3 separate regions of the Mus musculus genome follow, and all the other regions are linked to region 1. Evidence: chromatin contacts called from public promoter capture Hi-C data. All regions are on one chromosome and are shown on one strand. Each heading gives the region's core, a stretch centred on a gene start, on an enhancer-like site or on the middle of the called end of the contact. The rest is flanking DNA. Distances are from core to core; before and after follow the strand shown. Region 1 holds the start of Usp28 (ubiquitin specific peptidase 28). Region 2 holds the start of Sik3 (SIK family kinase 3). Region 3 holds the start of Sik2 (salt inducible kinase 2).

Region 1 (4,831 bases), core at 855-3,354:
CTGAAATCCTGGAGAGCCTATACATAGTTTTGTCTGTCCTTTGTACAAATGACCAACTGGGGAAGGGAAAACGTGGCAAGTTTTAAATAGCTCCTGAGTGTCGGGGGAGGATAGCTCCTCTCAACTATATTAAACATCTTTTAAGGGAAAGGAGAAAGCCTTGTGAAGTCAAAAGAAAGAATCCGTCCTACACGGAGCTTATCAAGAGGAAGAAGTTATTAATACTCTCATGAAATGTCAAAGTTATGCAGCACCCACACCTTCAAGGTAACCCATGCCTCAAGCATTTTATCCTGACCTGAGAAAAAAGGGCAACGGGCTATCAAGCCTTCAAAGCTTATCATCTGTCAGCCTGGGGCAAAATCTCTGGGAATACTAACCAGTAAATGTCATCACTCCGCAGGTCGCCCGCCCAGAATCAGGCTACTGCAGCTAGCCACAGCCTGGGAGTGCCAAACCTTCCCAAAATAGCTCTGACTTTATACACAATGCTCAAACACCTTACATGCAAACCCTCAAATAGAGAGTGCTCAACTACCGGTCACTCCTCAGCAGCCTGTGACAGAGGTAAATGAAAATACCACTGATCGAAAGGCATGTGGTCTTAAATGACGGGCCCAGAACAAATTTAAATATGACTTGCTCTCCCTCAAAATAGTATCAATATGACTGTCTCAAAACCAAATCTCACCACCTGTTTATAAGTCACTGTCCCCAACACAAGTAGACTTGTGGGGAGGAAAACAGAGAAAAATACAGACCCAATGTCCAAAAGACACTGTTGAGTAATAAACAATTTTTATCTGATCGCCAAAAAAAAAAAAAAAAAAAAATCCACCTACTTTCATTTTACAGGCCAAGACTTAGAGATATCTTTTTCTACATGAATTTTAAAGAGCCTGCTATGTTTTAAACTTGTAGTCTGGGGGTGTAGTGCTTGATTATCTCATGCGATAGGCCCTAGGCTTGATCCTCAGCACCTCAAATTATTAAAATTTAACTATAGAAGACATTAATTATAGAATTTAATTATAGAGTTTTTCTTAGCAGTATCTCAAATTTTTATTCTAAATATTTTATAAATTTTCTCGACTGCAAACTCGGTATTTGAATCCTTGGTATAGGTTTTCCATTTTGTCATTTAAAAAGTGCAGTTCTTGAGGGACGAGGATGTTGTGTTACGTTATAACATTCCAAAGTAAAACTGGATGACAGTCTCAAATTGCCCACTTCCCAAGTTTCTTTAAAAGACATTATGAGCCTTTTGATTTTTTTTCCAAATCAGTGTTACTAAAGGCCCACCATCTAAGCCCTAAGAGCCTTGTAATATTTTTCAACCTTTTTATATTACTAGGAACATAGTAAAGTGCCTTCTATTCATTGTGCTTTTCTCTCCCCTCCTTCAAAACCTACAGTGATCAATGAGATAATTCGGGAAGCTGATTTGTTTCCGAGGGAAAAAAAGAACTGAATGAAAAGCGGGGCGGGAAAAGGGAGGAGTGGGGCTCCGGGTCTTTTTTGCACTTTGTTGATAAACGCCGGCTTTAAGTGAGATAACTTAAGTCTGCGTTAGCCTCAGAGAAGCCACTGCCATAAAACTGATTTGAGAGTCAGAACAAGGCACCGTGGCCGTGCTTTTGGGAAGTTTTTAGCTGCTGGGTCGGGCCCGGTGCACACTTCGGGGTGACCTCGCTGCCTACGATCTCACGTGCAACCCCTCCCGTTAGGGTCCCTAGCACCGGGTCCCACAATCCCGCTCGGAACCTTAGCTGGCTTATACACCCAGGCAACCTCACACAGGCTCGCGGACCCAGCCTCGCAAAGTCCCGGGAAGACCGGGTTGCTCTCGCCCTAGCCCGCAGGCCCCGGCCTCTGTCGGCCCTCGCCCGCTTGGCCCGCCGCGCCCCTCTCAGCCGGAACCCGGGCCCCGCTACCCTCACCCGCCGCTCACCGAGCCATGGCCGTCCGCCGCCCCCGCCGAGTCGTCCTGCTGCAGCTCCGCAGTCATGGCCGTGGTGTCCCTCCGCGTGTAGCCCCACTCTCGTTGTCGTCTTCGCCGCGGTCGCCACCGCCACCACCACCGCCCCCGAAGCCCGGGAGCACCGGGAGGCACCGCCCACACGTCCCGCCCCCGCCCGCGGCGCGCGATGGAAGCCCCGCCCACGCCAGCCCGCTCCCAACACTCCCCACCCACAGCACGCGGCAGAGGCTCCTCCCACGGCGTTCGCTGGATGCCCCACCCCCGCCAGCCGACTCCCACCCATCTTGCGGCTTGCGCCGGAGACCCCGCCTACATGCCCCACCCACACAGCCGAGGTTCCCTCTCCCAAGGCTCCGCCCACGCCAATTTAGAGCCCCGGTGGCCCCGCCCATACACTCTGCTCACGCCCGCAGCGTGCGCCAGAGGCGTCACCCACGCGCCCGCCCCTGGTTTGCGTGAGCCGGAGGCGGGGCGTCTTCGCGTGCTCTGGCCCACGTGACCGCAGCCGGGCACAAACTAAGGGGTCAGCGTCGCCTCGCCAGCTGTTGCTATTTCCGCCTTAGGTGCCCAGGAAGTGGGCGGTGAGGCCTCTGGGTTTCCAAGACTCCTTTTTTACTCCATCCCGCGCTTGCTGAGCCTTGCATCTGCGTCCAGCCTGCCCCCAGCTCCCCATAAGCTTGGTAAGGCTGCTGGGTTCCTTCTGCTGACAGATTTTCCCACCAGACCTCTTAGCCATTTCCTAATCTGGGGACGCGAAGAGAAACGTAGACTGACTCGAGTGGTTTGTATAAAGACAACTGAATGGCCAGGACCTTCACAGAGCTCAGCATCGTGTCTTAATCCTGAACAGTTGCCCCATGTTCCAAATTCCCGTTTTCAGGCCATGTGTGTAATAAGCTGTGTTGACTCTAGCTCATGCACTAAGCCACCTACCACCCCTTTTAATGTTTGGGAAGAGGGTTCTTATTGTTGGTGATATTGGTTTGGGTTTTTTTTGAAACAGGATGTCACGTGGATTGGACTTGCCTCAGACTGTGTAGCCGTGGTTGGCCTTAAATTCTTGGTCCTCTGCCTCCACCTGGTCAAATGATGGTAAGTCTTTACTGCCATGTTAAACTTAACACTTTGAGATGATCTCATTAAGTTCCCCAGGCTGGCTTTGAACTTTCTATACTTCTGCCTTAGTCTCCTATGTGGAATAAATTTGGGACCTGTGTCTATCAGGTCCATCCTTGTCAGGATTCTCTGAAGACAGAACCATTAGACTTGATAAAATTAGAATGGGAGGGCCCTGGAGAGATGCCTCAGTAGTTAAGAGCATTAAAAAGCACTGGCTGCTCTTCCAGAGGTCCTGTGTGTGGGAAGCCACATGTGCCGTTGCAGGGTGGCGCTGGCCACCACGCATAAGTTTGGGTAAACAACCAATGTGTACATATGCAGTAAAGTTTTTCACCAAGTCACTGCCTCGCCCGGGCATGATAATGAGGCTCCATGAGATACTGAGAGAATAACCAATCAGATGGGGGGCATGCAAATGAGGTATGATAATGAGGCTCAGTGAGGTACTGAGAGAGAATAGCCAATCAGATGAGGAACATGCAAATGAGGTGGAAAGCATAACCAATCTGGGTGTGAGACACGCCTCTCCTAGGCCTATATAAGCAGCAACAGTTCTGGGTGTGGGGGTCTTTTTGCCTCTGCAATCAAGCTCTCCCAATAAACGTGTGCAGAAGGATCCTGTTGTGGTATCTGCTTTGCTGGCGAGTCGGGCACTCACAAGAGTCCTGAGTTGAATTCCCAGCAACCACATGGTGGCTCACAACCATCTACCGTCTATTACCCTCTTCTGGTATTCAGTTGTACATGCAGATAGAGCACTCCTATACATAAAGTTTTAAAAAGTAATAGAAAATTATAGAGAGACTGATTAAGTTATTACTGATTATACAATCAAAGGCAGGTGTGTCCAGTGTCTGTACACACAGGAGAGCCAAATCACAGAACAAAAGAAGTCAGTACAAGAAACTTGAATTCCTAAGCCTCGCCAGTAGTAAACCGTTTATGTGGGTGCTGAGACTCAAACTCGGGGCCTCAACAAGGGCAGTGTATGCCTTTAACCACTGAGCGGTCTCTCTAGCCCCATTTTCTTTCTTTTTTTTTTTTAAATTTTTATTTGGTATCTTCCTCATTTACATTTCCAATGCTATCCCAAAAGTCCCCCATACCCACCCACCCCCACTCCCCTACCCACCCACTCCCTCTTTTGGGCCCTGGCGTTCCCCTGTACTGGGGCATATAAAGTTTGCAAGTCCAATGGGCCTCTCTTTCCAGTGATGGCCGACTAGGCCATCTTTTGATACATACGCAGCTAGAGACAAGAGCTCCGGGGTACTGGTTAGTTCATATTGTTGTTCCACCTATAGGGTTGCATTTCCCTTTAGCTCCTTGGGTACTTTCTCTAGCTCCTCCATTGGGGGCCCTGTGATCCATCCAATAGCTGACTGTGAGCATCCACTTCTGTGTTTGCTAGGCTCCGGCATAGTCTCACAAGAGACAGCTATATCTGGGTCCTTTCAGCAAAATCTTGCTAGTGTATGCAATGGTGTCAGCGTTTGGAAGCTGATTATGGGATGGATCCCAGGATATGGCAATCACTAGATGGGCCATCCTTTCATCACAGCTCCAAATTTTGTCTCTGTAACTCCTTCCATGGGTGTTTTGTTCCCAATTCTAAGAAGGGGCAAAGTGTCCACACTTTGGTCTTCGTTCTTCTTGAGTTTCATGCGTTTAGCAAATTGTATCTTATATCTTGGGTATCCTAAGTTTCTGGGCTAATATCCACTTATCAGT
Region 2 (4,831 bases), core at 1,730-4,229, 3.0 Mb after region 1:
AACCTCCTTCTGCTGACATGGGCATCGTCATTATTACCTGTGTCTGATTTTTGTACAGGATTAGAAGAAAATCTCAGACCATTCAGTGACATAAAGAAGGAAACAGAAAGAAAAAAAAAAGCATACACCTTTAAAGGGGCAAACGACTAACTTAGTGTAGAAAGAGCTAGGGAAGAAAAGCAATCCTTTGCCTCTATTCGACCTGACTGCGGGAGATAAACACTGCAGGAGAGCCTAGCTCCTGAGGAAGGAACAGCAGCTCCAGCAACTTCTAGGACCGAGGCACCTTCCCTGCCATTATATAACCAAGCCATGGCCTTACTAGGCCATCCCAACCCATGTCAGCAGCTGCTGGGCACAGCTCAGCTGTCAGTGCTGAAGGACCCTTCCAAAATGTATTCAGATAAGCAGGGCACAAGCCAAAATATGCCCATGGAGCACTCTGAGCACGTGACAGCGCCTTGTGAATCGAGCTTCACTCGCAGCAGAGTCATTTAAGTAGCAGAAAGATAGGGCCCTTGGAGCTGGAGCCAGGAAACTGCACATTGCTACAGAAGCACAAACAAACGCTGGTGTGGTCTCCTCCACACATGCAACTCATTGTCCCAGCCATTTCAGCCTCATTCAAGTCTGAATATTTCCATACATAGGAACTGCATAACTGCACACCACAAACGATCAAAGATAAAAACCAACATAAACAGTGACACCCGTCTATAAACATGCCAGTGCTGTAAAGGCTGCAGTCCTAAAGGATACCAAGGTCTCAGGGGAAACTGAAACACACACACACACACACACACACACACACACACACACACACTAGAAAGCAACCAAACCAACCATAATTAGGCCCTGGCTTTGCTGACTACTGAAAACAGAAATGTCCCTTTTATATATAAAGCCAAGAATCAACTGTTTGCAGTTATGTTTATAAGACACTCAAACCAGCTTGTCATAGATTTTTTTTAATCAATATTTTGATATAAAAATTCAAATTTCTTTAAATCATAGAGAACGTAGCCAGACAACCAATTATGTTTGTGGAGTCCATTTCCCAGAGGTCAGAGCAAAATAACCACAGAAGCAGACAGGGGAGAGAAAACAAGGGACAGAGGCATTCTGTTTGTAAACACAAGTTTGACTAGGCCAACAGTAAACACACTGTAGGGGGTAAGGAGATGCCGGCTTCGGCTCCAGCTGCGGACCTGAGGGAGGGACTGCAACAGGAGGGCGCACTTGAGTCTGTCACAGGGCTCTGAAGACTTGAGGCTTGAAGGGGTCCCACCAGAGGAAGTGAAACTGACCAATCACTCTGCCCGCCGCCACCCTCGGAAGAAGGGCCCCTTGTAGTCTTTGACAGAGAGAGGCAAGGAAAGGAACTTTCAGGTTGCCAATAAGCAGGATACGAGGCCCAGATAAGTCCTGGCAGGGAGGGACTGCTATAAAAGCCAAAACAAGGTAGGCTAAGGTAAACAGCGGCCAGGGGGAGGAGGGGAGGGGAGTCCTGGGTCTCCCGGAGGAGCATGCTTAGGTAGTAAAGGTTTTTCATTAGCCAGGCGGAAGAAAAACTCAAGCTACTGTTTTAAATATAAGGAATGACTACTACGTTAAAAGTATCCATTTAAGTGAGGTATTGAGCAAAGACGAGTTGGGAATTCAAATGGGTTTTGTGGCTTCCATCAAAACTGAATGATTTTCCTTGATACTCTCAATGAAGAAAGATAGGTAAAAGTGCTACCCTCTGAGTCCTTTAAAAAATATACTACATGCGTATACATACATGGTTTCCTAACTGACCTTGGCCAGTTTCACTACTACAGCTCCTCAAATCCCTTGGGAACCAAAGGGCCCAAATGAGTGGAATTCTGTCGTGCCAATCCCACGGTTCCCTTCCCTACTGAAAAGCCCACCCCGAGTTCTAAAAAGCCCACCATTTCAGACCCTCTGACAACTAAAAATAACCAGCAAACCATCTTATCCTAAATTGTTTAACCCTTGGTTAGCTAGTGTCACCAGGAACCCTGAGCCTTGGGACATCTGGTCATGGGTCCATTCCATTTTTTTCCCCCTTATTTCCCTGCTTTCTTCACTGACTCTTCCCATAATCAAGTATACTTCCTCAGGCTTACAACTGACACCATCTCCCCGTCTTAAATAATCAAACGTGGATTCCTTTCTCTGGTATAGGTGCCAGGTCCTTCTCTTCCCGGTGTCTTGCACCCCACCGCACACCCTCAGCCCCATGCCCCAGCCGTCCTGGGAAGCCTGAGGCAGCCAGTTTGCGCGTCTCCCCCATCCTGTGGTCCACATTTCATATGCCCCTGCCCTCGTTCTGATGGTTTCCTAATTGCTGGTTCCGGAGTCTTCCTGGCGTGCAGTCCGCCGGCCCCCAGAGAGTTCCAACGCCTCCTTTCCAGTCACCCCCCCCCCCCGACCCTGCGCACAGCCCTGGGGACCTCTCCGATGTCCAGCTGCTAAGTTCCCGGAGCCCCCCCTTCCGGAACCCCTCCGCTCTGAGGTCCCTGCCTTCTCCCGCCAGCACCGGTCCCCACTGCTGACCCTGACCCGAGCCCCGGGGAATCGCGGACTCCCCTGGCCCCACCGCCCTGCTGCAACGCCCCCCGGGCAGCGCAGCCCGCAGCCGCGCGGTCCCCAGCGCCACTACCTTGGCCTTGGTGACGAGGTGCGTGGCCCGCTTGACCACAGCGAAGTTGCCCTTGCCGATGGTGCGGTCGATCTCGTAGTAGCCGATGCGAGCGGCCATCGACCCGCGGGAGGCCGGGGCTGTGGGACGCGCCGGGACGGCGGCCGGGGGCACTGCGGCGGGGGCTGCCGGGGGCCCCGCGGCGGGCGGAGGCAGCAGGCGGCCGGCCGGCCCGGCTCCCCCTGCTCCGGCCACGGCAACCCCGCCAGCTCCGCTCGCCGCCGCCGCCGCCATCTTGTTGTGCAGTGAAACCTCCGGGGCCGCGGGGAGCCGGCCGGGGGGGAGGGGGCGCGGGGGGGCCGAAAGAGGGGGGTTGCCGACAGACGTCACTCCGGGAGGCGGGGCTCCCGCGCCGCCGGGCGCCCGACGCCATGGCAACCGCGCGTCACGTGCGGACGCGCGTCACTGCCCGAAGCCATGGCAACCGTGACCTCACCGGGCGAGCTCGACCTTCCCGCGTGGGTCCCTGTTCCTGAGGCGCCGGCTCCCTAGTGCCCCCCTCTGGGGAACAGGCATTGAAAACGTCGAGGGTCAGCAGCAACTTCTAAGCTTCCGCCGCGCCTAGCGAGGTAGGGATATGAGATGGGGAGACCCCAGAACCAGACTCCCGATGGCCCCTGGTTCGCTGATGGGATCCCTGCTCCGACCTGTGTCCCAGTTCAGTCATCACCAAACCTCCCTTAAAAGGATTTCCTCGTCACCAAAAATACCAGCCTTGTCCCACTTTAGCCCTGGAGGCCACAGAGGCAGGAATAGCTACAGTATTTAAGCAACTGTAACCAAGTTGGTAGCAAGGCAGGGGAATTGTTCAGCAAAAACTCTTACAAAGCCCAGCTCACTTCGTACAATCAATCTAATAAGTCATCGAACACAGAAGAGTGCGGAAATTAGAGTTTGCATATTCAAGGATGTTGAACCCATCCCAAACATGCGTTCCAGTCTTTGGGTGGGTGAGGGCCAGAAAAGGACCGTCATTTTCCTTCCTGCCACCCCTGACTCGGAACAATTCTCCAGCCAGTTGGTCAGAATCTCTTCACTCGTTTTCTGTTGCTGGGTTAGTACTGGTGAAGTGTGTTGCATTCAGGGCCACGTCATGCTTAAAGATGAGCAATCCGTTAAGCAAAACGAGTAACTAATATAAATTCCATCCCTACTAATGACTCTCCAAGGACATTAAGAGTGATCAAATTAATAACCCCTGCAATAAAACTCATATCCCTCTTTCTTCCCTCCTGTTATCTGACATTCCACATCCTGGGCTGTAACTGAGCCTCTCCCCCTCCTCCTTCCTTATTAAGTAGATTGATTTATCTGCCTCTGGTGGGGATAGGAAATTGGGCTGTAAAGGAGAGATAGCCTTTGGTCCGTTAGAAAAGGAAGGAAGAAGGCTGTGTGCATTCCTCTATATAATTGTATCTCATGTATCCAGTGCTATTCTACCCACACCTGTATCTCCCTCCATGGCACAGGAGTATTGTCACATCTCTGTGCAGTATCAAAAAGTGACATCCAGGTCACTGGGTATGTGAGAAAGGAAATACATGCTTACCCTTTCTGACCACAGGTCTTTCCCCAATGTTCTGATTCCCCCCATGTGACATAAGTAATGGCTGGGTCTAGGATGGGACAGAGGGGTCATCCCACAACTGCCTTGAATCAGTTCCCTGGTGGCTATTTCAAATTGCCAGCACAATTAACACTAATTGGCTCCTTTACAAGCAAATAAAGACAGGGATGAAGTGGACCTTGCTTCTTAGGCTGCTTAAACCTATTCATCAAGTGAGATTACGAAATCTGAGATGAATGATTGGGTGTGGCCCTTACAACTTCATGGCCCTTGCTGGAATCTAGCAAAGCCAATAACTTAGGGGCTGGACCTCAGAATGAGGTTTACCATCTCCCTGGAGGTGGGGAGCTCTCCTGGTAAGACAAAGAAAAACAAGCTTTCTCTCTGGAAGGCTTAGAATCAGTACTGAAGCCACTCTTGTCTAGGCTGTGCACCCAGAGTGTCTTCCACTCTTAGACATTTAGACATAATTGGAAAATTTGTTTGTTTTGATCAAATTCTCTCTTCTTCTTCTTCTTCTTCTTCTTCTTTCTCTCTCTCTCTCTCTCTCTCTCTCT
Region 3 (4,831 bases), core at 844-3,343, 2.0 Mb before region 1:
TTGGTGCCATGTTTTTCCAGGACCATGTGCTGCATTAGTGGCAAGTCTCTTAAGACCTTAAATCTAAAATTCTTCTGCAGTCTTTCTTTCACGACAATGGCAACTTTAAGCATGCTGGGTAATTAGGGGATAGATGTGTGCAGTTTACATTTTTCTGCTTTGTTTCTTCGTGACAGATTCAGAATATGTACTTTTAAAGTAATATCACTTCAGAGATATGTCCTGGGTACTTCAGATCAGAGGGCCCTGTGTGTTATTTTATTCCAATTGCTAACTAGGATCATTCTATCAGGAAATTGACTGTCAGATTTCTTCACTATAATTTGTTATCTTTTGTTAATCCTTCCCAATGATTTTTTTATTCCAAAGATATTTTGAGACTGTTTAAATACCCTATTCCCCAACCAAACTTTACCCAATGACTTTAACAACTATTGTTAATTCTTGTCTGAGCCAGTTATTACTATAACAGCCACAAAATGGTGATTTCATAATTTTTACATGCATCCTCTTCTCATTTATCCTGACTGGGAACATAGCTCAGTGATACAATACTTGCCTAGCATGGGTACCGTTCTGAGTTTGAGTTTCCTGAATGAGATGGGGAGGGCATAGACATTTAAGGGGGCTTATCACATATACAATATTTCTGAGAACCTGTCTAAAAAAAAAAGTAAAGTGACAAAATGAAGTATGAGCTCCTTCTAAGATTTTAATGTAGGCTGGGAATGGTGACACCTGCCTTTAATCTCAGCACTCAAGAGACTGCCTAGTCTACATGGCAAGTTACAGGCTATCTAGGGCTACATAGTGAGATGATGTTTCAAAAACAAAAAAAAAAACAACAGTCCCAAAACAATAAAACACTAGGGCCTAAGAGATGGCTCATTGGCTAAAGTTACCTACAGCAACCACCCCTAGGACTCACAGAGTGGAAGGTGAGAACCAACTCCCACATCCTGTCCTCTGACTTCTTACACAAAATAAAAAGTAATGTGTGTTATAGTGTATTTCCAAAATTGTTGGTTTTTGATACTTAGATTGGCTCAGATTTGGCACTGGTGGGCCCCTTCAAGCTGGCTTCTGACATATTCTTCCTGTTGTATACAAGGAATCCCCTGGTTTACTCATATTAGATCTTTCAAGAGCATCTTATACTTGCCCCCGCTGTCATTACTCCCAAACGAGTTGCGTTTCTTTTAATGGACAATGGGTACCCAGGAACCAAGGTCTGGACACACATAATATATTTCAAGATATTAAAATGTTGTGTTTACTTAGGTCACCATATGGAAGACTGGTGTGATGGGTTATAATTAGAACTCTAGCATTACCTGTGTGACGTTGGCAACTCCCTTCATTCTGGCAGCCTGCTGCGTCATCTGGAAACAAATCGGATTAGATACTTTTTAACCGTTTACAAGTTCCCAAAGCGTTTTAGGATAATACCGGGTCACCTCTCCACAGAGACATGCTCAACTAACATGCTCAACCTACATTTCAGAGGTTCCAGACTCCGAAGCCCATTAGCAATTCCAAATTCCGGGCTTAATCATCTCTGGGGTCTCTTTAGCGCTGACATTTTTTTTTTTTTTCTGCAAGTGACCGACTGCTGTGAGTAGGAATTTAGACGTCAAAAAGTGGAGAGACTTATTTAGTACTGACAAGGGAGCTAAAATGAACACAAAGAAAAGAGGCTGTGAGCAATGCATTGCTCAGCCACGGTGCTCCTCGGGCTCCAAATTTAGCGCTGCAGTCCGCTGAAGAAGAGGTTTTGGCGGGAAGGGCTGCCCCGGCGGAGAGCGCCCGCCAGGCGACCCTCCAGGAGACTGGCCCAGTGCATCCTCCGCACGGCCCACCAGGGCTCGCTCTTGCGCTTCTGCTGGAAGGCAGGAGGAGCGGGGCGGGGCGGACGGCGACCCCGCCCCCGGCCGCGACGCCCTCCTCAGCCTTCTCAGGCCTCGCCGCGGCCGGAAGCCTCGTGCCCGCCCGACCCGCGCACCGCCCCTCCCTCCCGCCCCCGACGTCGGCGCGGCTGCGGTAGCCATGGTGACCGGTGGAGGCCCGCCCCCGCCCCCTGCCCCGGCCCCCTGACGTCGGCTCACGTCAGCGCCGGCGCGCGCCTGGCTGGGCCCTGTGGGGCGGGAGGGAAGCAGCGCCGGAGCGAGAGCCGCGGCCGTCGCCCAGAGCCCAGGCGCGCCGCCCGACGCCCTCCTGCCCGCTCCGTGCCGCTTCTTGCCGGCCAGTTCGTTCGCGTTCCCGTCGCCGTGTCCTGCAGCGGGGGCCAAGCATGGTCATGGCGGATGGCCCGAGGCACTTGCAGCGCGGGCCAGTCCGGGTGGGGTTCTACGACATCGAGGGCACGCTGGGCAAGGGCAACTTTGCCGTGGTGAAGCTGGGGCGGCACCGGATCACCAAGACGGAGGTGCGGCCCCGGGGTTCGGCGGGAGCGTGGCGCGGTTGCGCCCCGGGCGGGGGACGGCGGGCCTGGCACTGCGGGGACCGCGGGGTGCAGGTCGAGTGTGTGTGGGGTGTCCCCGGGAAGCCACACAGGCTTCCGTCCCGACTCTCCCACCCGGGAACCTGGTCTGTGGCCTCGGCTCCTGAGCACAAGTTCCGCGTCTTCCCGGCTTTCGGCTGGGGGTGGGGTGGGAGGGGAAGTCTCTGTGCTCCGGGGCCGCGCGGGGACCAACGTCGCCGGCCGGAGAAAGGGGACCAGCAGCTCCCAGGCTCGGCGGACGCGGAGCGCGGCCCGGACCAAGCCCTCCTCTTCTGCCCGGCGAGGAGGGGGTGACGCGGACCGGACTGGTGCGGACGGGCCGCTGTCCATCTTCTCTGGGCCCGCAGGGTCTCTGAAACGGTTCTTTGGCTGGCTTGATCACTTGCAGGAGGTATAGCAAATACACCAGACAATAGAGCTGGTTAAAAATGGTCATCTCAGCTCTGCACCGTTCTCTGGGGTTGTCCCTTTACCAGGTGTGCATGCTGGCTGCGAGCACGCATTCCTTAAGCCACATCAGATGGACTGTACTCAGCTCTCGACAGCGTCCTGACATTGACTCTCCAGCATCCTCCCTCCGTGCACTGTACATATTTTCTCCCCAAGTCTGCGTTCTTACCTAGCCCACCCTCTTCCTTCCATTGCCTCAAGCTGCTCTCCTCGGGGTCTCTATTTTAAGACGTGCAAATTAAATACCTTGGAAAAAAAACGATCGAAACAAAACCATTTCTTAGTCTACAACCTAGTGGTTTTGACGTACTCTATTCTGCCTTGTGATTGCCACTTGAGTTTCACCGATTTTCAGTTTCTCTCCCCAGTTTTCATCCTTTTCGGGTTTTTTTCCTACTATGTTCTTAAGAACGTTCTAATCTTTGACTATAGGACCTCCACCCCCACCCCCTGCCCAGGATGACTTACGCTTATGTAAGGTAAAGGGCATTTAAAAGCCTTACTGTTTTCTTAGCAGTTGTACTTAAAAGTTTTGCTTCATGTCCATTTCCATAAAGAAGGAGGACATGTCTAACATGTCTTCACTTTTTGTTTTGCCTCACAAATCCCTGACACACCACTTAAATCTTTCTTCTTTAGGGCATCAGTACCAAGGTCAAAATTTTTCCTTTCACAAATTTACCAGTGTTATGAATCTAGATTGCTATAATGATAAGTATATTGACATTACCAAACTTTTGCATAGCTGAATTTGACCCCAGCATTTTTGTAATGATTAAAGTGTTTCGTTTTTATAAAGAGTTATGGCCAAATGTCATACCTTTACCTCGACGTTAAATTAAAAGGAAGTATCTTAAATGGGTGTATTTATGAGTCCTTTTCAATGACTGCCAAAAATAGCACATTACAGAGAGAGTCTGAACTTTTTGGTTACATTGTTGTGTGGTTGGATAACAAATCCATCCACACGATTTTTCTTATTAGCAATAGTTAGTGGTCAGTTGTTGTCAGATAGAGTTTAGTTAAAGTTGTATCTCAGAGCTGCTTCAGTGGCGCTGATGGCAATTTATACATTCTCTTCAGGGTGACAATTCTGATGGTGTCCCTTTCAAGCTGATATTTCTTAGGAAGCGAGCTAGGGGGCACTGTGGAGTAACATTGCCTATGACTGTCAGATCAGTTATATTTGTGATTGAAGACACCTGTCAGCTCACGAAAGCTCTTGCAGTTGCTAAAGGGGGTGTGTGTAGTATATATGTATAAAATTATTTTATGTTAAAAGCTAAACGTTTAGGTGATAGATTCCACCTCACTTGTGCTTTTCTGTTTTGACAGAACATAAGGCTGAGCATTTTGTGGTAATTTTGTGATTGTTGATACTAAGGCATAGAAATGGTCTAGTAGTTGCTATACTTAAAAGTCTTTGTAGGTGTTTTAGTTTGCAAAATGGTTTTCTGAAGTTTTATAAGAAAGTTACATGAAGACTTGCTTAGTAAAATCATGGACTCAGTTTCCAATAATGTTTCAGTGAGTTTTTTTCTTTAGGAAAAACTTTTTTATTTACTAAATATCTGTATCTTTGATAAATAGAACAGTCGTGCAAACTGTAAATAAAATAGTGAAATTTTCAACTGTTTTGCATTATTTTAGATTCTCATTGTTTAACATTCCGCAGTAATTAAAATGAGAACAGTTAATAATAGTATAAAGAAAACTATTAAATGCCGTTCGGTGGTGGCGCACGCCTTTAATCCCAGTACTTGGGAGGCAGAGGCAGGCCTGGTCTACAAAGTGAGTTCCAGGACAGCGAGAGCTATAAAGAGAAACCTATCTCAAAAAACCAAAAAGAAAAAGAAAACTATTAGAAAACTATGATTATAT

What was found. Promoter capture Hi-C pulls out the DNA fragments that hold promoters and counts their contacts. Capture Hi-C pulls out chosen DNA fragments and counts their contacts.
Region 2: a promoter capture Hi-C map of pre-B cells shows a contact between it and region 1. The contact joins the promoter of Sik3 here to the promoter of Usp28 in region 1. A contact is called at or near these places in 2 of 39 promoter capture datasets (embryonic stem cells and pre-B cells).
Region 3: a contact with region 1 is called in a promoter capture Hi-C map of adipose tissue, with 5 times the contacts expected there. The contact joins the promoter of Sik2 here to the promoter of Usp28 in region 1. A contact is called at or near these places in 3 of 39 promoter capture datasets (erythroid cells, liver and pre-B cells), 1 of 484 Hi-C or Micro-C datasets (erythroblasts) and 1 of 9 other capture datasets (adipose tissue).

The regions. Positions count from the first base shown.
Region 1 is chr9:48,982,658-48,987,488 of GRCm38.p6, reverse strand. It overlaps Usp28 (ubiquitin specific peptidase 28), which reads right to left and starts at 2,104. Exons shown (of 25, transcript NM_001359739.1): 1 at 1,952-2,104. The coding sequence starts at 2,008. It overlaps Gm51673 (a long non-coding RNA gene), which reads left to right and starts at 2,360. Exons shown (of 3, transcript XR_003948157.1): 1 at 2,360-2,661; 2 at 2,985-3,073.
Region 2 is chr9:46,010,968-46,015,798 of GRCm38.p6, reverse strand. It overlaps Sik3 (SIK family kinase 3), which reads right to left and starts at 2,979. Exons shown (of 25, transcript NM_027498.3): 1 at 2,669-2,979. The coding sequence starts at 2,941. It also overlaps a transcript of Pafah1b2 not described here.
Region 3 is chr9:51,006,335-51,011,165 of GRCm38.p6, reverse strand. Sik2 (salt inducible kinase 2) reads left to right here and starts at 2,093. Exons shown (of 16, transcript NM_178710.3): 1 at 2,093-2,425. The coding sequence starts at 2,291.